Linked DNA regions of Rattus norvegicus: regions 1 and 2 are each linked to region 3. Evidence: chromatin contacts called from public Hi-C data. All regions are on one chromosome and are shown on one strand. Each heading gives the region's core, a stretch centred on a gene start, on an enhancer-like site or on the middle of the called end of the contact. The rest is flanking DNA. Distances are from core to core; before and after follow the strand shown.

Region 1 (3,970 bases), core at 773-3,272, 120 kb before region 3:
TGTTTTGCTGTGAAATCAATTCAGCTCACCTGAAACAGGTGCTGAATGGTGAAAGCCCCCAATCAGTTGCTTTCAGCATGTGTCTTAATTTTTCTGTCCCCCGATTCTGTCTTCTGTACCAGAGTCTGAACAGGTAACCACTTCAAGGGATGTCAGTGACAGATGGGCCACGGAGAAAATGTCAACAAACACAAGAAAGCAAACTATGCAGACAGTCCACCCAGGCCGTTCGGTCAGGAAACCATAGATAAATCCAACTATTGCAGAAAAGAAGAATTCCCTGAAACATCCGTGCATGAGGCAGTGAACTCAGATTTCCAGCATGATTGGCAGAGATTGGCTTGGACCTCTTTCATTCTGCTTCCCTGTCCCTGGGAAGAAGTGTCTTCCTGCAGCACAGTGAAGGCCCCTTTCAGGTGGTAGTTTTGTCTCCTGCTTTTAGGGGCAGGAGAAGTCAGAGTACTTGTGTTAGTTACTTCTCTATTGCTGTGATAAAACGCTAAATCACCATGACTATGCCGGGTGGCGGTGACACAGGCCTTTAATCCCAGCACTTGGAAAGCTGAGGCAGGTGGATAGCTGTGAGTTTCAGGTCAGCCTGGTCTACAGAGAGTTAGTTCCAGGACAGTCAAGGCTACACAGAGAAACCTTATCTCGAAAACAAAAACAAACACATGTCGACGAAGGCAATTTATAGAAGGAAGATTTTTGGGGGGGTGGGGGTGTTATGGTTCCAGGACTTACACTTGAACTGCAGGGAAAACATGGGGCAGGGGCAGCTCACATCTCAAATTGTGAACAGGAAGCAGCTGGGAATGCCTGGCAACTTTTGAAACAAATTCTGTCCCCAGTGATACACTTACTCCAGCAAGACTACACCTTCTAAGCTTCTCTGATCAGAGCTACCCACTGGGAACCAAGTATTTGTCTGAAACTGGGGGTGGGGGGGGGTCATCTCAAACCACCACAGTACCAGCACCTGTTCTTTTCATATAAACCAGTTGTCTCAACTGCCATAGAATGTTTATGTACTGTGAGGGAGGGGTAAACTAGTCTTTGAAAAAGATGTATCCCCCGGATGGAGGGGGTGGTGCAGTGGGGGAGGACTTGAAAACTTCATCTTAGTCTTAATAGCCTGAGTTCGTGTCAAAGCTCCTCGTGATCACAGGACTAAGTCCATAAAACAATTTTTCCTTAACCTACTGCAGGCATGTGGCACCTTATGGGTTCTCAATGATTAACTGTGAACTACTAGTGAACAGGTATTACCTATATAAACTTCCCTAGTCAATGATAGTGCTTATAGAAACCTTGGAAGTTTACCTAGAGACAGATTCCATCGCCTTACTGTGGTTGACCCTGGGCTTTAGTGCCATCATCCATAAAGCAAAGACGATGGCACCTATTTCACGGGATTATGAGGAGGAATAGGTAAGGTAAAGGGTGTAAAGGCTTCACACTTTGTTCAGCAGATAACTACTAATCAGTTATTACTATGTTTATGTTCCCTAAGAGTCAGTGGCTACGTTTATGGAAGAGGTCGTAACTAGAAGGCAGACTGGATTTGGCAGGCAGTCACAGCTCCACAACTATTAAGATTCTGTGCCATTTGACCAGTGTATTTAAACCCCTAGGCAGGCAAAAAATATATACACAAGGGAAGAAACTTATTCATGGCAAATTTTTCCTCCAACACCTTTGCAAAGTGAATAAACTAGGAATAAAATTTAGAATTTTGATATAGATGTCTGGAAAATGCCGGCTGCGCCACACCCACTCCGGAACAAAGCCAGGGCTGTCACGGCTTCGTCAACATGACTAGCAGGAGCGAGTGGCTCCGGTCTACATAGAATGGCACCTGTCACGCCTTTAAAACCTCCCGCTCCATCTCAGCGCCCAGGCACAGGGACCGGTTGACTGTCCGCTCCCGGGATCTCCGCGCGCGAGCTCCGCGGCCGGCGTGCGGCGGACAGCCCCTGACGTCATATCTGCGCCGGCACCACCGCAGGCCCCTTCTTCGGCTTCCGCCTTCTCTCCCGGCGTCGCTTTCTGGAAGGTTCGTGGAGGCGGCGGCCAGGGAGACCGTTACTCCACAGCAGGCCGGAATCCGTGTCCATCGGTCCTCCTGAACCCGCGCAGACGCCATCAAAGTCGCCATGCCGGAGAACGTAGCTTCCCGAAGCGGGCCGCCCGCAGCGGGGCCGGGCAACCGCGGGAAAGGCGCCTACCAGGACCGCGACAAACCGGCCCAGATCCGCTTCAGCAACATTTCCGCGGCCAAAGGTATCACCCCTCGCCGGCCCGCCTAGCGGCAATACGGCCCAGCCTCTCACTGTGACCTTAGCCTTGGGTGGGTTGTGTTCCTTCAGAGGTGGTCTCGTCCGGTGGGCGCAGCTTTCTACTGAGTACTCCGGCGTGGAGGCCTCGGACACGCCCCATTGTGGGTCGCGGTGCTCCCTAGTTCATCCCCTGCGGGCTTGGGCGGTGTTCGTCACGTTGGTGCGGACAACGGATGGTATAAGATGCTGAAATGCAATGATCCTTGAGATCTGACGCTTCAGAACTAAAGCTTGGCTGTTCGTTAAACCTAGTGGTAGACGGCATAGTTAAATGAACTTTCTTTTTTGGTTCCGTGGATAGACAGCATAAATTCCACTTAACCTGCACGTGGGGAACATGATGAAAAACAGACAGGCCTGAGTTTTATTCTCTGCATGTGTTATTTCATGTTTTTGACCTCTGAACCAAAGTTCCCTTACTATCAGTCCGGGGAAGATAAATCTTTGCTTTCTGTAATTGTGAACATTTAGAGAAACCGAACTGGAGAAGAAAAAAAAATATGGAAGGAAAATTAAGAACAAAGCTTTTAGAGATATTGCCAGGGTTTATTTGGGTTGGAGAAAAAGATGCATGATTCGAGAAGTGAAATTGCTGTCCTGTCTTTGGAAAGTCCTGGAACCCAGGGAATCATTGGCTTTATTTTCAATAAAGCTGTAAGTTGGGTGAGGGAACAGTTTATTTGCAGGGTTGCTGGGAGAATTAAATGTGAACCTGTACGAAGTAAACCTTGGGAGTATTGCAGTCAACCAGCCCAGGTGACCGCAGTGTGTTGGTGCTGTGAGGGTGCAGGGTGGACCTTAAGGAGTTGGAGAAGTTGGCAAGGTGGTCGGTCGAAGAGTCTTTTGGAAGTTTGGAGTGAATACCTGACACCTAGAAATTTATTGGGTTCATTAATTATGTATGTGGTGGTGGAGTTATTGGGATGTTGAAAAATCGAGCCGATTGAGTGACCAAAGAGTGTATGCTATATACAAAATGGGATGTTTTTACTTCAGGCAGCCATCTTTGCTAGGGTTTCTATTACTGTGAAAAAACAGATTACAGAGTAACCTTTTTTAAAGATGGATTTATTTATGTAATTTATGTATATGGGTGTTTCGTCTGTATATTTGCACACCAGAAGGATTGGATCCCACAGGACCGTGGTTATATATGGTTGCTGGGTGCTGGGAATTGAACTCAGGAACTCTGGAAGAGCAGCCAGTGCTCTTATCCATCTGCTGAGCCATCATCTCCAGCCCTTCAACCTGCTTTCTTACCAGCCCAGGACCACCAGCCTAGGGATAGCCCCACCCACCCACTATAGACTGAACTCTTCCCCTCAATCACTAAGAACATGCCCTACAAGCTTGCCTGCAATTGACTTTTTCTTAATCAAGATTCCCTCCTCTGAGATGACTTTAGTTTGCTTGGGTCAACTTGATATAAACTATCCAGCACCTGTCAAAAGCACAAAAATTAAAACAGGACAGGAGTCGTGCACGTAGGAAGGATTGGTTACCAAATTGCCTGTAAAGCTATCTAGTTACTAAAAGAGCAAAGGGCAAACTAGTTTTTCCAAGTTAGAACAAAACCCTAGGGAGTAAGAAAGGCTTCTTCCAGATACAGCTGGAGTTTAGTTCATTTTGGA
Region 2 (3,938 bases), core at 179-2,678, 120 kb after region 3:
GAGCATTGCACATAACGTCTCCCATACCTATTGAATTCAGGTATCAGACTCCGTTTTTTTACATCTCCATATCCCTATTCATGGGGGTAGAACAGATTTTAACGAGTCAGATTTGTGTTCCGAACATTTGTTTCTGTGTATAGGGATAGCATCTTCTGACTCCAGCTGACACTTAATTTATTCTGTAGCTGAGGATGGCTTTACATCCCTAATCTTCCTGTCACCTCCTCCCAAGTGCTGGGAGTACAGGCCTGTGCCATTATGCCAGGTCAACTGGTCTGTCCTGGAGCTCTCCCTATAGTCCAGGCTGTGTTTCAACTCAAGAGATGTGCCTGCCTCTGCCTCCCAGTGTGTGTCACCACCACCCAACTGCTGGTTGTCTTAAGCAAGCCTAATCAGTAAAACTGACCTGGCACTTGGGAGCCATTTGTTAACCTCTGGGCGACGGACATTAAGGGCACCAAGTTGAAATAAGTTGACACAAGGTCAGTCTATATGCACTGTTAAGTTGGTAAAAGGGCTTTCAGTGTTTTTAGGACTGAAATTAACTTCTTGTTGAAGCAAGTCTGGGGAGAGAGTTAAATTTCTAAGGAGGTTTGCCCAGTAACTAACCGTTTCTAGGACTCCGAGACCATGAGGCGCCAAAACTGCACTCCCCACAGTTTATGCCAGCCTCTGCCCGTGTTATTCCCGTCCCCAACTGCAGTGTCCAAACCCAGGTCTTTACAATGGATCCAAGGCCCAGGGCCTACCATCTGCCACCTATGTGTTCGTTGCGGTCCTTCGCCTCCGCCTATCTCGATGTAGAAACAGGGCGTGCCCTCCCTTTTGCGAGCACAGACCCCATCCGAGGGGCGGGTGCTGGGGCCCTAGGCCGAGGCCCCTGAGGTTGGCGGGAGCCCGAGGGGGCGGGCCGCCAGGGAACGGGGAAAAGCAGAGAGGAGAGCGGCGCGCGCGCGGCGCTCAAACTCGCGCCTCCTTCAGCTCACGGGCGAACCCCACCCTCTTCGTCACCAAAGGAGCCCAGCCAATGGGCGAGCCGAAAAGGCCGGGCTTACAAGCGAGGGACGGAGAGGGGGAGCCACGCGAGGGGGAAGGGATGTCGAAGGCGGGCTGCACTTGACTGACAGCTGACTCCAGCCAATCCCCCGTGAGGCTTCTCCGCTCTCCTCTTTGCTGGGTTCTGTTCTACGTCCCACCTTCTCTTCCTCCACCCCCCCTCACTCCTTTGCGTCCCGCCCCGCCTCCCCTCCCCCACTCTGCGGGCAAATCACTGCTGGAAAGAGGCGGGGGCCTAAGCGGCAGGCTCGTGTGGAGCCTTGAGGTAGAACTGACGGGCGCTCGGACCAATAGGAGGTAGGCTGATGACACGGCTGTGGCCGGGGCCGACCAATGGGCGCGCGGCCTGGGGGCGGAGGCCCAGGTTCCAAACGCTCCGCGGCGCCATGGGCTGAAAACTCAACCGAGATGGAATCTCCCAGTCTGAACCGGTTTCAACCGGTTCCGAGTTTGAGGCACTAGGAGGAGGGGGAGAAGCGGCTGCAGCGGCCGCGGCAGGAGCAGCGGGAGCTTCAGCATCAGCAAGAGCAACAGTAGCTACAGCCCCGGCAGCCGTACCTGTTCCAGCCTTTGCTGCAGCAGTCGTGCAACCATCCCGAGGGGGAGGGGGGAGCCACCAGTCGCTGAGGAGCACGCGAAGGGGGGAAAGTTTAGGCTAGCCCGGGTTGGGGGGGCCGGCGCCGGAGCGGCGTGAGCGAGGGAACCCTGTGTGGTCGGGGGAGCCGGACTGCAACTGGCGGCAGAGCGGCCCTGGCCGTACGGACTCGCGCTGCTGCTCCCGCCGCCGCCTGTGGCTGGAGGGTCCTGAGCTCCGTCTCACGGACCGGCCCGCTCCCCTCCCCCGTTCTTCCCTCTCCCCAGCCGGGCGGGAGCATTTATTCCTCGGATTAATTCCCCTTTTTGGTGGGGCGCGTGTGTGTGCGTGCGCGCGTGTGTGTGTGCGTGTGTGTTGGGTGGAGTTGTCCCTGGAATAGTAAATATTGAGCTTTTTTTTTTTTTTGCCCTTCTCTGCTTTTTAATTTCTTTTTTTTTTTAAGGTGGGAAAACTGTGAAACCCACCTTGATTTCCTCCCCTCTCCCTCCTCCCCACCTTCCCTCGCCCCAAGCCCGGACAAGGAAGGAAGAAGCAGTTGGTTGAATTTCTGGGTAAGTCGGTCGTGTGCTCGGGGCCGAGGGTCGGGCGGCGGCGCGGCGGGCATGAGGCGCGGCGGGCGCGGGGCCCTCGGCAGAGCCTGCGATTGAATGGAAGCGCTTCTGTCGCTCGGTGATGGAGGCGGGGAGGCGGCCGCGGGAGGGGAGTGCTTGCTGGGTCATCGGCGTGTGCGGGTGGCGGTGGAGGAAGGCGAGGAGCGTGGTAGTGAGTCTGAGCCCCTGCGCGTGGGTGGAAGGGCTTCCCCAGTCCAAAGGGCTGGGGAGAGTTGGGGTGATTTCAGGAACGTCTCTGTAAATTATTAGGAGTGGAAGTTTCCAGAAATATTTAGTGCAGCAGCATTGAAACGTCCGCCTGCATCACGTGGCCCCCTCGGTGGAGAGCTTGGGATGGGGGAGGGAGGGGCTACCGAGTCCCTTCTTCTGTGAAGAAACTCGAAAGCCTTGTGGGTGAATTTTTGTTGTTGTTGTTGGTTTTGTGAGTGTGTCTGTGTGTGTGTAACAAGAAGTAGAAAAAAACCGAGTTAATTTCTCTTTTCGGGGATCTGCAAGTGAGGTTCCGTGTTATAGGATTTTTTTTCGCCCGGGGCTTACATGTCTTGTTGGTGGAACCGCGAACATAGTGAATGATGCCCTCCCTGATTCTCCTTCTGGTTTCTTGAGTTTGGGGTGGAGGAGAGGAAGTGGTGGTTGTAGAGGATGCACTGAATACTCGCCGAGGCGGGACCTCGGATCACTCAGAGGACATGCTGCAGAGAGAATAGGGCGGTGAACTTAAGGCGCCGGGTCTAAATGCCTCCTCCGAGTATGGGCGGGGTGAATGCGTGCTCCTGTGAGCTATAGTTAGAAGTGCTGAGAGTCGTTCGGGTGGGAAGCCAGGGGAGGGCGGGCCCTTCCTAGTGAGGCGTGTGTTTCTTACTGAATGAAGCAGGCGATTGCCCACACACCGAGTAACAGTCTTTTGTAGCGTCTTGTTTTTTGACTTCATGTGAACTTACCTTTTAGATGGCAACTGGTAGTTAGTGTGTTGCTGCTTGCTGTGCCATTGAAGGTATATGGATACTCACTTGTAGAGTCTCAGTGGTTCCCTACTGTGAGTGCATTTTTGGGAGTGGAGGACACCAATGAGAAAGGTGAACCATTGAGAAAGTGAACACTCCCTCCATAGCTGCATTATTACTTAGTGCATGATTATGTATATTAAGCGGGGCGGAGGGGGGGTCATTGCTGATAAAGGAAAGAATATTTGGAAGCTCTTTGATTGGGGCTGCTAAATGTGCTCGGCATTGACCAGAGCCGCCATTTCTGGATTACCTATAGTTGAAGAATAGGTAGGTCATTTTGGAAGATAACCAGTAGTTCTGAGAAAGGCCAGCAACTGTATTTAGATTGCACCCCTTCCCCCACATGAGTCTAGTATCTGAATTCTTAGAGAAGGCCAACCTGAAAAATGAAACTTAGGTGTAGGGGCACTTGACTAAACATTTAATCATTTATTACTTTTAAAAATCCCTATAAATTGTGATAGTGTCTGAGACAAGCTGGGTGCAGTTTCTAACTGTAAAGTGGAAATTTCTGTTTTAATCTGTAGAAGTTCTGACACTTGAAGGCATTGGAAAGTATAGCCATGTGTCTGTGGGGTTTACTTTGTCCTGTACATTAGTGTTTGATCGTTTCCCCTTTCTAAGACAGGGTCTCACTGTCCCAGTCTGTGATTCCTTCTCTTCTGG
Region 3 (4,108 bases), core at 1,193-3,692:
ACACAAACCACACACATATACACACACATATACACATGAACCAAACACACATGCACACACATATATACACATCACATACACTACATATACACACACACATGCACACACATATACAACCCACACACCCACATGCACACACACACCACACACATGCACATGCACACACATACACCACATGCGCACACACATACACAACACACACACACACACACACACACACACACAAAGACAAAGTACAGAAAGGCGATGAACACTCACAGAGTGATCTTCACTGCTTCCTTACTTTCACCTTGGAAACAAGTTTGTGCTTCCACAGACCGTGCACTCCACATCGGCATCTGTGCACACGCCCGGCACTAAGTAAGGCATCCTCAGCTCTCGCCTGGCGTGTGATGGTTTTCTAGCAATACGATGGACTTGGTAGTCGTCCTCTCAGCCTTTTCTCTATATGCTCTCAGAATATGGTCCTACAGCACGCATCCTAACACAGACAGGAACCCACCAGCTTCCTCTTTAAGAGCAGAGTTTGGCAGGGCTAAGCAGTGGTGGCACACACCTCTAATCCAGCACTCCAGGCAGATCTCAGTGAGTTCGAGGCCAGCCTGGTCTACAGATCAAATTCCAGGGGAGCTAAGGCTACACAGAGAAACCTTGTCTCTAAAAACCAAAGAGCAACATTAGGGCTGAGGATGTAACACAGTGATAGGGTGCTTGCTTAGCACTGAGGCCCTGCACTCCATTCCCAGCACTGGGGTGGGGTGGGTAGCTGACAAGGAATGGAGGTCATAACAAAATAGAAAGAACTTAGAGAATGAAGTTCTTTCTTCTATGAGACTAGCAAAGATTTCAGACAATGAGATTAGTCAATATTGGCAGATATGTGAGAAAGTGAAAGACTGAATGCAGTCACCTTTAGTAGGTCCTACTAGGCGCTTTTGGAAAGCAGTTTAGGGCTGGAGAGATGGCTTAACAGTTCAGAGCTCTGACTGCTCTTCCAAAGGTCCTGAGTTCAATTCCCAGCAACCACATGGTGGCTCACAACCATCTGTAATGGGATCCTATGCCCTCTTCTGGTGTGTCTGAAGACAGCTACAGTGTACTCATATGCATAAAATAAAAATAAATAAATTAATTTTTTTTCTTTTTTTCGGAGCTGGGGACCGAACCCAGGGCCTCGCGCTTGCTAGGCAAGTTCTCTACCACTGAGCTAAATCCCCAACCCCAAATAAATTAATCTTTAAGAAAAAAGAAAGCAGTTCAGCAATCTAAATTATAGCAATACCAATTTTCTTGAATATTGATTCTCTCTAGGGTTGCAGAAAAGACAAAACTAAGGTTCAGTGTGGCTCCGCTGGGAGACCGCCCACCTGATGCCCAAAGCCCTGAATCCATCACCACACAATCCAGATGTGGCGCCTTCTGTAATCCCCAAACTCCGGAAGCAGAGACAGAACGACCGGAAATCCCAGGGCATCCTCTGCTACACGTGACCATGCCTGAGAAAAAAATATTCAACCCAATATTTTCACTGATCTTCATAGTACAAATGTTTGTAACTGTGTAAATGTGTGTGTGTGTGTGTGTGTGTTTCAATATAAAAAAAAAAAAAAAAAAGACCCTAAAGTGAAAGACAGATCGGTGTGTGACTCACACCTGGACCGCAGCTTCTGGGAGGTGAGAACAGGAGGATTGCCATGAGCCAGGCCAGCGTGGACCACAGATTGAGTGAGAATCTTCCTCAGAACAAAAGGGCAAAACAAATTTTCTTCCTCCTCCTCTTCCTCCTCCTCTTCTTTCTCTTCTTCTTTTGAAATGGAGTTTTACTGTGTAGCTCAGACTGTCCTAGAGCTCAGAGATCAGCCTGCCTCTGTCTCCCGAGTGCTGTGGTTAAACAGATACACACATTTTAAATTAATTCTCCAAAATTCCAACCTCCCCTTTAGCCAATCCCACCCAATGCTTTTCACCCCTCCGGCTCTGCTTTTCTTTAACAAGACTGTTTCCCTCAACCACGTTAGTCAGAACACTGCCAATCTTCCCAGGGTGCCTGAGTTTCCTGCGGCTTGTTTCCCATCTGGATTGAGTTGTGGCCCTTGCTGGGGAGATGCCTGTTGTCCCATAGTGGAACACAGTGAGCTCCTACTGTTACTTGTGTCTCTCTTGCCAGTATTTACTCTGGATCTTGTCTTTTCTGTAAAACAAAGTGTTTGTTTCCAATTATGTATCCAGTTTCTTAGGTTCTATATGTAAATCTTCACTTAAATCATACAGTGAAAGGAAGTCCTCAGCCATCTGGGCAACTACCTTCAAGTCACAAAAATGCTACTTGGTGCTAATTTGTATTTGAGGAGAGTGCAGGAATTAATTAGACAAGTTTGTAGCTGCCTGGTGTTTGCTCCTGACAATGAGTCCCAGCAATTACGTCACTTTAAGCTTTTCCCCGGAGATTAGTTCAGGGAGTTTGCACTAAGTAGCAAGTTGTTGTCATGACCCTTTGCCTAGATCTTTCAAAACAGTCATTCGATGTGTGTTTTCCATAACATACGCACTGAGTCTCATAATCGGGAGAAACAATTCTTAGAATTTTAGACTGACATAGGTTAAGCTTAGGTCTGGGATAATCGCATAGCTGGGATTTCACAACAGTAAAAAAAAAAAAAAAAAAAAAAAAAAAAAAAAAAAAACCGAGATCTGACGACCCAAAGTACACTGTAACAGTGTGTAGAATTAACTATTAACTTTCAACAAGTTTGATCAATAGAGCTCTTTCCAGAAAGGCGAAGAATTAAGCACTTTTTCTCTACAAGGGTTACTACACAGTTTAAAGTCCCCACGGAGGAGCGGCCCTTAAAGTGACAGTGCACCTTCATCGTTTGTAAATTTCCACTACCGCAGCCAGCTGGGCTGTGTCCCTTGGCAGCAAGGGCTGTGACCTTTCTCACAGCCTAGTATTGTCCTTGGGATGTTTACGAGCATCTATACACGCCATACGACTTCTGGAGGGACAAGATCGGGAAAAGAAAACAGGAACTGTGAAAGAAATTGAAAGGGAAGAGGCAGAGGACGTTAGAGACCTTGAAGGGCTCTGTGTCCTCCTTGCTCCTGTCAGGCACACAGTACTTAATTTACATACAGCACAGGGCGTGTGCAGGGAAATGGAGCACTTGGAACGTAGACTCCGGCTAAGGTCCTACCATTCCCGCTGTTCCCAGCAGTTGCTTAGGCAAATTTCAGGGCATCTGCTCTGTCACTTTCCTTCTCAAATTCTATAAATAAGGGGGCTTTACTCAACCCTGTGAGAGCTCTCTCAGTCATTCAGCTGAAGGGTTACCATGATTTAAGTCCATGGAGCTTGAACCTCATTTCAGTATCTATCTGAGCCACTGCAATGCAGGCATTAACCAGCTCTTGACGTTCAGCCCGATTTATGTCATTTGTCGCTGCTAAATGTGCTTCCCGATAAGCAGCGCGGGCCAGCCCAGCTGGAAGAAGGTTCCAATCATTTCCATCCAATCCTCTTGCCTCCAGCAAGCAGCCTTGCGGCTCAGAAAGTTCCTGGTGCCCAGAATGCTTTGGGAGCAGAGGTGGAATTAAAACCAAGATCTCCGTTAACCCAGATTCCTAATCTGGAAGCTTTTTGTATCTAGAGTAACTAAATGCCTGAGTAACGTCTCCCTTGGACAGTCAGAGAAAATACTGGGTGGATTCATGAATCTCTTTATTTGGATGAATTGATCATGTGTAAAGTGGGAGAAAGCCTCTATGTAAAGTCAGTGTTTGTCAGCACTGAGGAAGTGCTCTCAGATTTTCCCAAGAAGTATTTTAGAGGTGTCTTCTAAAGCAGGGTTTGGTTTTGGTTGAGACAGGCTCTCTCTAGATAGCCAAGGCTGGCTTAGAACTCTTGAGCCTCATGTCTCAACATTCTGAGTGCTGAAATCGCCAGGCGTGTCACCTCACTCCGTTTGTAAAAACATCCGAGGGGTTGGGGATTTAGCTCAGTGGTAGAGCGCTTGCCTAGGAAGCGCAAGGCCCTGGGTTCGGTCCCCAGCTCCGAAAAAAAGAAAAAAAAAAATCCGAAACTGTTCGGCAAAACACAAATGACCAGTTT

What was found. A called contact is a pair of places that touch in the nucleus more often than the background predicts.
Region 1: a Hi-C map of liver shows a contact between it and region 3, with 5 times the contacts expected there. The contact joins the promoter of Cct4 here to the enhancer-like site in region 3. A contact is called at or near these places in 6 of 12 Hi-C or Micro-C datasets (frontal cortex, hepatocytes, liver and 2 more).
Region 2: a contact with region 3 is called in a Hi-C map of kidney, with 2.0 times the contacts expected there. The contact joins the promoter of Xpo1 here to the enhancer-like site in region 3. A contact is called at or near these places in 3 of 12 Hi-C or Micro-C datasets (kidney and mammary epithelial cells).

Annotation. Positions count from the first base shown.
Region 1 is chr14:101,191,035-101,195,004 of GRCr8, forward strand. Cct4 (chaperonin containing TCP1 subunit 4) reads left to right here and starts at 2,023. Exons shown (of 14, transcript NM_182814.2): 1 at 2,023-2,283. The coding sequence starts at 2,157. LOC134481877 (a long non-coding RNA gene) reads right to left here. Exons shown (of 2, transcript XR_010057758.1): 2 at 1-3,970.
Region 2 is chr14:101,433,022-101,436,959 of GRCr8, forward strand. It overlaps Xpo1 (exportin 1), which reads left to right and starts at 1,429. Exons shown (of 24, transcript NM_053490.2): 1 at 1,429-2,205. LOC134481879 (a long non-coding RNA gene) reads right to left here and starts at 1,225. Exons shown (of 3, transcript XR_010057760.1): 1 at 753-1,225.
Region 3 is chr14:101,314,754-101,318,861 of GRCr8, forward strand. No RefSeq gene overlaps it. Among named protein-coding and RNA genes, the nearest start is that of Rpl27al4, 61 kb to the left of the region's middle. Within about 2 kb of position 2,443, at least 68 of the 93 cell types and tissues checked have an H3K27ac peak or open chromatin away from gene starts, as enhancers often do. A contact at or near this core is called in hepatocytes, kidney and liver, where this site is marked.